3 separate regions of the Sus scrofa genome follow, and all the other regions are linked to region 1. The links are chromatin contacts, called in public promoter capture Hi-C maps. All regions are on one chromosome and are shown on one strand. The core of a region is the stretch at or near the end of the contact, and the rest is flanking DNA. Distances in the headings are between cores, read along the strand shown.

Region 1 (2,700 bases), core at 183-2,682:
AGAAAATAGGGACTGGTAAGGACTATGGCAAATTGATGGTCTTTGGGGCCAGGCTGGAATTGAGTCCAAGTTGTTAGTTCTGATATTTCAAAAGAGGAGGAAGAAGAGGAGGAGGAAAAATTAGAATTTTTAAAAGTCCCATGTGGGCTAAACAAAACATGTCTGTAGCCTACTTTGGGCGGTACTGTCTGCCAACTTTAGACCTTGAAGTTGGGTAGTGAGAAAGCATTTGGCAAGAGTGGATGAGAGTGTAAATTCTCCCAAAGACCGCGCTGGAGGGCAGCATCTCAAACATCAGAGCATCACCCAAAATGATGCTAAAAAGTTTAAGGGTCTTCTGGAAACAGTCCCAGAGCACGGAGCATTTTAGAGCAGGGGAGGACTGATGGAAACAATAGCTCAGGAAGATTAATGTGCCAACGGTGTTGACCAGAGACCAGAAGATAGGTTAGTGGCGACAGGGATCCAGCGGAGGGTAGGAGCCTTGAGGGCTCCGCAAAGGCACAGACCCCGGTCTTTCTGAAAGGAATCTAATCTAACCCGTATCATCTTTTGCCTAGTTATGTTGGAAGGGGGGGTCCGTTCCCCGCAGGCACTTTATGGACCCCGTTCCAGGCAGCGAAATGGGGGGAGTGTTGTTCAATTACGGGCAGGTGGGGCAGCGGCTAGAACCCCTAAATGTCCGAGGGCCACGTTTTCGCTCCAGGCTCTGTGCAGGCGCCCACATCCCACCCATCCCGCGGCGCTGACCTAGGCGCATCCCTTTGCCATGGCGACCGCCTCCATGGAGACCAGGAGGCTGCGGTCCTCCGGGACGCCTGCACAGGTTCTCCCAACCCCCACCCCGCGTGCCTTCTTTGTTCTGATGCTTATCCAGGCTGACAGGGCTCCCAGGACGCATCTCAGGTCCTCGCGGGTGCGCTTCCTCCGAGGCAGGGGGATGGGACGGAAGAAACCAGTGTATTGCAGAGCGGGAAGGATGAAGGGTTCCTCCGCTCCGGGACAGACCTTGCGATGTCCGTAATCGACTGCTATTGCAGGCTCGGAAGCCTAGAAAGAAAGGCATCTTCAAGTGCCTGACCTGGCTCTGAGTCCCGCGTTACGGCCGCTTAAAGGAGCCGAGCCTAGAGAAAGCCCCTTCCAAGTTGGGCGGAGACGGGAACTGCAAACTCCGAGGCTGAAAGTGAACGTGGGCAGGGCCTATTCAAGGCGCTTCTTCCTTAACCAGTCCCTGCGGCATCTTGGCCTCTAGCCAAAGCGGGCGGCCCAGCTAACTTCATCGCGAGAAGTCGCCGGGCCCTTGGGCATGGGTTTGTACAGCGCAGCCGCAGGGCCTTCTGCAGGTGACGCAGAGGCGCATCGCCAGTTGGCGGTTCTCTGGCGCCCGCTTATTGGTTCGAAGCGCCCTCGCCCCACCCCCAAGGTCGACCAATGGGAGGAGGTGGGGGCGTGCCCTTGAGGAGGGCGGCGGCGGCGCGGGGCTCTCTCCTCGTGTTAGGCGTTGAGCCCCCGCTGCCGCCGCGACCGCCACCGGTGCCGCCTTTGCCGTTGCCTCTGCTGCCTCTGCCCCCGCGGTCGCCCCTGCCCGGCCTGGTCCGGCGTCGGGGTGATCCCTGCAGGGTGAGACTGCTCCTCCTTTCGACACCTTCCGGTTCTGCCCCGCTCCTGGAGATCCCCTCCCAGCGAGCCGCTGTTCTAGGTAGTCTGTGCCTGAGAACTCATCGGGCTGGGGCGGGAGGTCTCCGTTGTCGGGGCCCGGCCAGGGAGGGCTCCTTGACACATGATCTGGGGGGATGTCAGGCTCCAGGGCCGCAGGTGACTGTTAGCTGCTAAAGCTGAAGTGCTTTCCGTGGGGCGCTGTTGGGGGCACGTGTGATACAGTGGGGGCGGGAGCCTAATGGGGTCAGCGCCGTCATTCCCCCCCTCATTGTCACCGCCTCGCTGTGTGACCTTGGACGAGTAGCCTCTCTGAACCTCTCGTGGCCCTGCACCTTCAGGGAAGAGGACGGTGATGTCCAGGAGTACAAGCTCCCGAGACTACTGCGTCAGCAGAGGTGAGGGTGGGGACGGCACAGGATTATCTCTGAGGGACAGAGCTGCCGCCTCACAGCCCCAGAGTGTGATGGGGGGCGGGGGGTGTTCAGACGCATCTCTCCACTTAGAAGAGGAGGATGAGGTAGGGATGGGGGCACCACACCCACGGGGATGGAGGCAGGAGAGGATACAGTTTCCTATCCCCAGGCCCCTCTGGTGCTTCTGGGAGCTTGGCCCCACCATCTCCCCGTTGTCACAAAGCAGGAGGGGTTCCTTTAGGTTCTGGACCAGTGTTCCTGTTCGTGAGCAAGGACCCTGGTAGACTGAGAAGGGAGGCCTTGGGTTGCTTTTCCTCCTGAATCTTGCCTTTGAGAAGTGTGGATAGAGGTTTCTCTGCCCAGGGAGCTGAAGAAAGTCAGGGACAGCTGTCACCCCCAGGACCTGGTCTGGCCTCTACCTCTTGGGTTTCAGGTGAGGCAGGCAGTCTAGAGGCTAGAGGGGTCTAAGTATCCTCTAGCTGGGGCCTTGAGGGATTGTGGGGAGGAAATGCTGGGAGGAGAGGGGAGGGGAGCACTTCTTGGGGAGACAGGAGGGTGTGAGATGGTGAGAGTCCCTTCCTCAGTTCACGTCTGCTCCACTTGTTTACTTGTCTTTGCAACTTTGGCC
Region 2 (2,700 bases), core at 125-2,624, 530 kb after region 1:
TGATTCCGCACACATGACCCACCTCCTTGGCCATGGCTGTCTGAACAGGGTCAAACACTTGACCCAATTAAGGCCAATCAGAGCTGATGTCTGGGAGTTCCCGTCGTGGCTCAGTAGTTAACGAATCCGACTAGGAACCATGAGGTTGCGGGTTCGATCCCTGGCCTTGCTCAGTGGGTTAAGGATTCAGCATTGTGGTGAGCTGTGGTGTAGGTTGCAGACGTGGCTCAGATCCTGCGTTGCTGTGGCTCTGGTGTAGGCCAGCAGCTGCAGCTGCGATTAGACCCCTAGCCTGGGAACCTCCATATGCCGTGGGTGTGGCCCTAAAAAATAAAGAGCTGATGTCTGGCAGAAGCCTCACTGCCTCCTTCACCAGGAGGGAAAAATGCAGAAAGATCTCAAGTGGAAAAAGGATGGGCATCCAGAGAGAACTGGGACAAATAAGCCCCTCCAGAGGGACTCCTAAGATTCCTCAAGTCCTGTGGACGGCATACCTCTGAATTCCCACGTTGTCACCTGATGGTTTACATGAGCTCCCTGTGTCTACTATTTGCAGCCAAAACTGTTCCATCAACCCCCAGAATCCTCACTGCTAGCCACAAAGTCTAGCCTTGTAGACAGGAACTTTGGATCTATTGCGTCCTTCACTCCTCCTCTCCATTGCGCTGTGAAGCGGAACTCCCGCATCGTTCCCATTTCACAGATGAATAAACAGGCTGGGAGAGGCTAAGGACCACATTTTTGGACCGTGGAGAAGGGTGGATGGCTCCGTTTGGATGTCTGACCCCACGGCATGTCCAGCCCCTGCCAAGTCCAGGCCAGCAGCGGGGTCTGGATCAGCTGCAGAGGGGTATCGGGGTTCCGGTTTGGGAATCTAACTTAAGAGGTGGCTTTTGGAATAGGACCCCACCTGGCTCCTGAAGCCAGGTGATCTCCTGAAGCCCCTGAGATCACAAGCCCGGATTCTAGCAAGGCCAATCCCGGGTCGTCCCTACCCAGCACACGTGACGGTCCCACTACGCGCGGCCCATCCCCTTCCAGGTCCAACCCAACCCATTCCTCCCGGTCCAACCTATCCCTCCGAGTCCGACTCTCTCTGTTCCCCCTCCGCTCCTCCACTCGCACGCTTCGCTCCGCCTGGAAGCTCCTTCTCCGCCCTCTCCCCAGCCAGCCGTGCCACACGCAACCCCCCAGCCTCCTCCTTGTAGGCTTCCCACACCCTCCCAGCACCTCCTCTAGTTTCTTTGCGTTCCCCGTGACAAACACGATCTTCTTCCCGACCAAAGAGTTCGCCATGGTGAGCCGCAGCTCCCTCGCGGACTCACCGGAAGCTCCTCTGCCCCGAGTAGCAGGCACTTCCGGCTGGTGGCGGAAGGCGGTGGCCCGGTTTCCGGCCTGGGGTCCCGGGAAAGCACCGTGGGGATTACTTTCTGTCTCAGGGGTGGCTGCGGCGGCAGTCTGGGAACGTCCGGGTCGGGAAAGCAGTGCTGGGAGCGCAGAGCTCTTGCTCAGACCCCGGGTAGCATAGCGCCGTTTTCCGGATAAGCAACCTGGGGCGTGGTCCCCTTGCATCGGAATTGCTGGGGTCTTCCCGACGCTGAAGGTTGAGTATGCCGAGACCAGACCCTCCCGTCCGCCAAGGGACGCTCTCCTCAAGGCGAGAAGAGACTGTTCCAGCCACCTGCCCCATCCCTGCTTTCGCCCCTCTCTGGGAGAAACAAATTACCTCCTCGTGCGTACCCCGAGGCCGGTGATGAACTGCAAGCCTGGGCTCTGGATGATTCCCCTTCACCGTGGACACTTCCAAAGCTGTCTCTGAGAACTGTTTCCTTCTAGACAAAGGCTCCCAAACACGGATCTTTATCCTGACTTCACCTTCAGCCCCGCTCCCTTAGCTCCTTCTTGCTTGCCATCTCTGATCTACTTGATTGTGATTTTAAACTTGGCATAGCCTAAAGCTAGCCCGGTCTCTTCACCCATCTTCCAGACTTGGGACTTGAGTATTTCATCTCCCTTATTATCTCATGCCTCCAGCCCTCAAGTCATCGTTCCTTCTCCGTAGCCACCTTCTCAGCCAGATCTTCTCATCCCTAACAAAGCAAAGAGTAGAGAGTGCCCCCCTAGACCCTCTGTGTCATAGGCCTTGACCCACTGCTAACACCCTCATTGGGCAATTCAGCCGTCTCTTTCCTTCATGGACTTCAGCAGTCAAGGATTAACATTAAGGGCAGATTCAGGGCCAGCTCTACTGCTGAGGCAACTCCTGTCAGGAGTATCATGGGAAGTCAGGGATAAATTATTTTGGTGAATGTTACAGACCTCTGATAATCTCGATGAATTTTTTTTTTAGACCCCAGAATTTGTCCTCTGCTAATATCCAAAAAAAGAAAAAAAAATTCCTTTGTTTGATGACTTTACAATAGTGTGTAAGTATTGCAAAGGTCAAAAGGCATTACTGTGTCCTAAGGCAGGTCCTGAAGTTTCCCATTCTACCACGTGATCCCTTTCGACTATGTGATTTGGGAGGTTCCTTGGAGTAGTGGTTAGATCAAGGAGTGGTTGCCCTCCCTCTGTATCATGTGTCTTCCTTCTTCCTGAAGTCATAGTTAATCCTCAGGAAGGTGGAGGGGCAGAGGAGGTTCCCCTCAGCAAAGCTGACCTCCAGACTGTTGAAAGCTTCGGCTACAGCCTTGGGCTAGG
Region 3 (2,700 bases), core at 112-2,611, 580 kb after region 1:
GACCCAAGTGTGCTTCAAGGAGGGAGCAGATTTTTATGATCATTCCTTTGCTCATCCTCATGAAGCTCCCCAAGCAAGAATGTACTCTGCTACAAGTAATGCAGCCTGAGTTACAGGACCTCAAAGAGTGGTTTATTCATCCTCACCTGATAAAAAGTCTGAACATAGGCATCAATAGTGTCACAGGGCTTGGTTCATTAAGGACCTAGACTTCTTGCCTTCCTACACTATCTGTGGCACATTGTTCCCTCTTTACCACAAGGCGGCAGCCACAGCTCTGTGAAGTGAATGAGGCAGCAGCACTGTATCATGAAAGTAAAACCTTTCCCAGAAGTTCCACAGCACCGTTCCCTTTAAATTTTGTGGGCTAGAGCTGAGTCATAGGCTCTTCCCACTTCAAGGGAGGCTGGGAAATTGAGTATTTGGCAAAGACGATCAGGATTGTTATGGCTGCCTAGGAGCAATTACGGTTCATCTCATCTCCTGGGCGCTCTGGGTTCTGACGGCAAGGACAGAGTCATAAATCGGCAACTCCCAGTGTTTGCCCTGGTCTGGCCCAAGTGAGAGAACCCTCTCCAAGCAGCGGTGTCCCAAACAGTGTCCTCCACAGAGCTTAGGTATTGAGATGCCAAGCTTGCCCCTCCTTGCAAGGAAGTGTCCTTCCTACAATTGATTTTGTCTCCCCATCAAGATGGTTCCCTGGAGGAAGCACCATTTCTCAGGTTCCCTCAGGATGGGCGGACCAGCAGCCAAGGCACAGACAAGGTGTGACCACCCTGATCAGCAGTCTCCAGTGCGCCTAGGAACGGCTGTCTGGGGTCAAGTCCTCCTGGAAAGTCTCGAGTGTCTCTTCCTTGCCTAGCTGTCCATACCCACTCAGGAGGAAAGAAGGCCCCCGCCCCCGCCCCCGCCTTCTTGGGGAGGTGGAAGATCACCTGGGTTCATCTGTCAAAGCTCTGGCCTCCTTATTCAGCTCCTCACATCCATTTCCCCTAACAGGGTAATCTTCTATCCATCACTAACTCTCCTCCTGAGAGCACTTTGTAGATACATCTCTATTATAAATGCATGATTACCTCATTATACAGATGAGAAACTTGGCTTAGAGGATTTACGTGACTTCCCCAAAGCCATAAAACTCTCAGTAGCGATCTGAGATTCGAACCTGTGTTTAGGCTATTCGGTAACTTCCAGAGCGGTCCATCCACGGTGGTGTTTCCTCTCCTCAGGTCTTGGATTCCCCTTGTCTCTTCAGCAACGTCCTTCCGCAGAATCTCTGGGAGACGCTAGGGAACGTCCCTGGGAAACGCTGAAAGAGTTTTGAGCCTTGGCCGCACCCGTCGCTCACGTAGCGGCCGGAAGTAGCGGGCATTTGGCCGGAAGTGGAGCTGTGAGGCCCAGGTGTAGCCGAAGAAGTGGCCGCGGAGCCGCCGTCTGCGGGAGTGGGGTCTGGTGTTGCAGCGCCGGCGCTTGCCAGGCTCAGGTGAGTGGCGGCGGCCGGGGAGGAGGTCGTAGCGGCGCTCTCTGCCGACGTGGGCCTTGGCCAGCGCCTCTCGGCACCGGGCGTGCGCGGAGGCCGGGCGCGGTGCTTCCCGGCCCAGGCTGTCGCAGGCCCGGCTTTAGGGAGAACATCGGCGACCCGGAGTCCTGTGACCTTGCCCAAACGTCTTACCAGAACCTCGATTTTTTTTCCCGCTATGAGACGGAGGTAATGGCAGTACTCGCCCCCCTGGTCTGTTGTGAGAATGTAGTGAGATGCTCAGCGGCTCCTCTTACTATACTTCATATGCATGCGCATCACCTGGGGATCTGAAGATTTTGATTTTGTATGTAAATCTGAGATGAGGCCTGCGATTCTGCGTTTCTCACCAGCTTCCAGGTGAGGCTGAGGCCACTGCTCCGCAGCCCGCGCTTTGAGCAGCAAAGGCCCCGCGATATTCGCTTAGTACCTGCGACAGGTTGAGTCTTAAATAAATATCAATACAGTGTATGCACTTAAACCCATTTTTTAACAGTTTCTGATTGCACAAGCCTAAGGGTGGTATTTTTAGCCCTCTTCCTTTTTTTCTTTCTAGGGATAAGAAAAACAACTGTCTTTTCTCCTTCCATACAAATCATGACACAGCTCTTCTGTCCTGACTCATGGAGCTTGGGGCCCTCTTCATACCAGTTATGTTCATGGGCTTCCTCAGGTGATGCTTCACTGCCCACTCACTTGGACTGTGGAGCTGGAGCCCAGCGCTTTAGCACCAGCATGGCTAATGTTTTGTGTTTTAGTAATTTGCTGCTGGAATCTGAACTCATGTTTTCTGCACTTTGCTCACACTTTGTGAATGATAAGAACAGTCACTTTTCCAGAACGAGGTTCTGTGACTCCCTAATGTGAATGGCCTTGGGCAAGCCTGAGATGAAGCTGCTGCCTGGGAGACCAAAATGAAAATCAGAGACTCTGTGCTGCATAATATATCTGAGGCCTTTGGCAGTTATGCAGATTTAATTTATTTGTCAGTGTGGCTTTCTGCCCCATTCATTGGTTTATTTTTTCTGGTCCCCAACAAGGCTCTGCCATTCATCATGCATATAAGTCAGCTTTGATACCAAGGAATTCTGAATACTATGTGGCCTTGCAAATCTAGGAAAGCAGATACAACCAAATGTTTGGTTATGCTAACAGTGATAGATATTTGGACTGTTAATTTG

What was found. Promoter capture Hi-C pulls out the DNA fragments that hold promoters and counts their contacts.
Region 2: a promoter capture Hi-C map of fetal skeletal muscle shows a contact between it and region 1, with 2.9 times the contacts expected there. The contact joins the promoter of ITPA here to the promoter of C17H20orf27 in region 1. A contact is called at or near these places in 1 of 5 promoter capture datasets (fetal skeletal muscle), 2 of 47 Hi-C or Micro-C datasets (embryonic fibroblasts and fetal skeletal muscle) and 2 of 2 datasets of contacts at active chromatin or transcription factors (alveolar macrophages and skeletal muscle).
Region 3: a promoter capture Hi-C map of fetal skeletal muscle shows a contact between it and region 1, with 3 times the contacts expected there. The contact joins the promoter of FASTKD5 here to the promoter of C17H20orf27 in region 1. A contact is called at or near these places in 1 of 5 promoter capture datasets (fetal skeletal muscle) and 1 of 2 datasets of contacts at active chromatin or transcription factors (alveolar macrophages).

Annotation. Positions count from the first base shown.
Region 1 is chr17:31,941,596-31,944,295 of Sscrofa11.1, forward strand. It overlaps C17H20orf27 (UPF0687 protein C20orf27 homolog), which reads left to right and starts at 1,433. Exons shown (of 6, transcript XM_021077382.1): 1 at 1,433-1,620.
Region 2 is chr17:32,473,453-32,476,152 of Sscrofa11.1, forward strand. It overlaps ITPA (inosine triphosphate pyrophosphatase), which reads right to left and starts at 1,375. Exons shown (of 9, transcript XM_021077577.1): 1 at 1,231-1,375. The coding sequence starts at 1,296.
Region 3 is chr17:32,519,264-32,521,963 of Sscrofa11.1, forward strand. It overlaps FASTKD5 (FAST kinase domain-containing protein 5, mitochondrial), which reads left to right and starts at 1,362. Exons shown (of 2, transcript XM_021078352.1): 1 at 1,362-1,483. It overlaps UBOX5 (RING finger protein 37), which reads left to right and starts at 1,349. Exons shown (of 6, transcript XM_001925847.5): 1 at 1,349-1,483.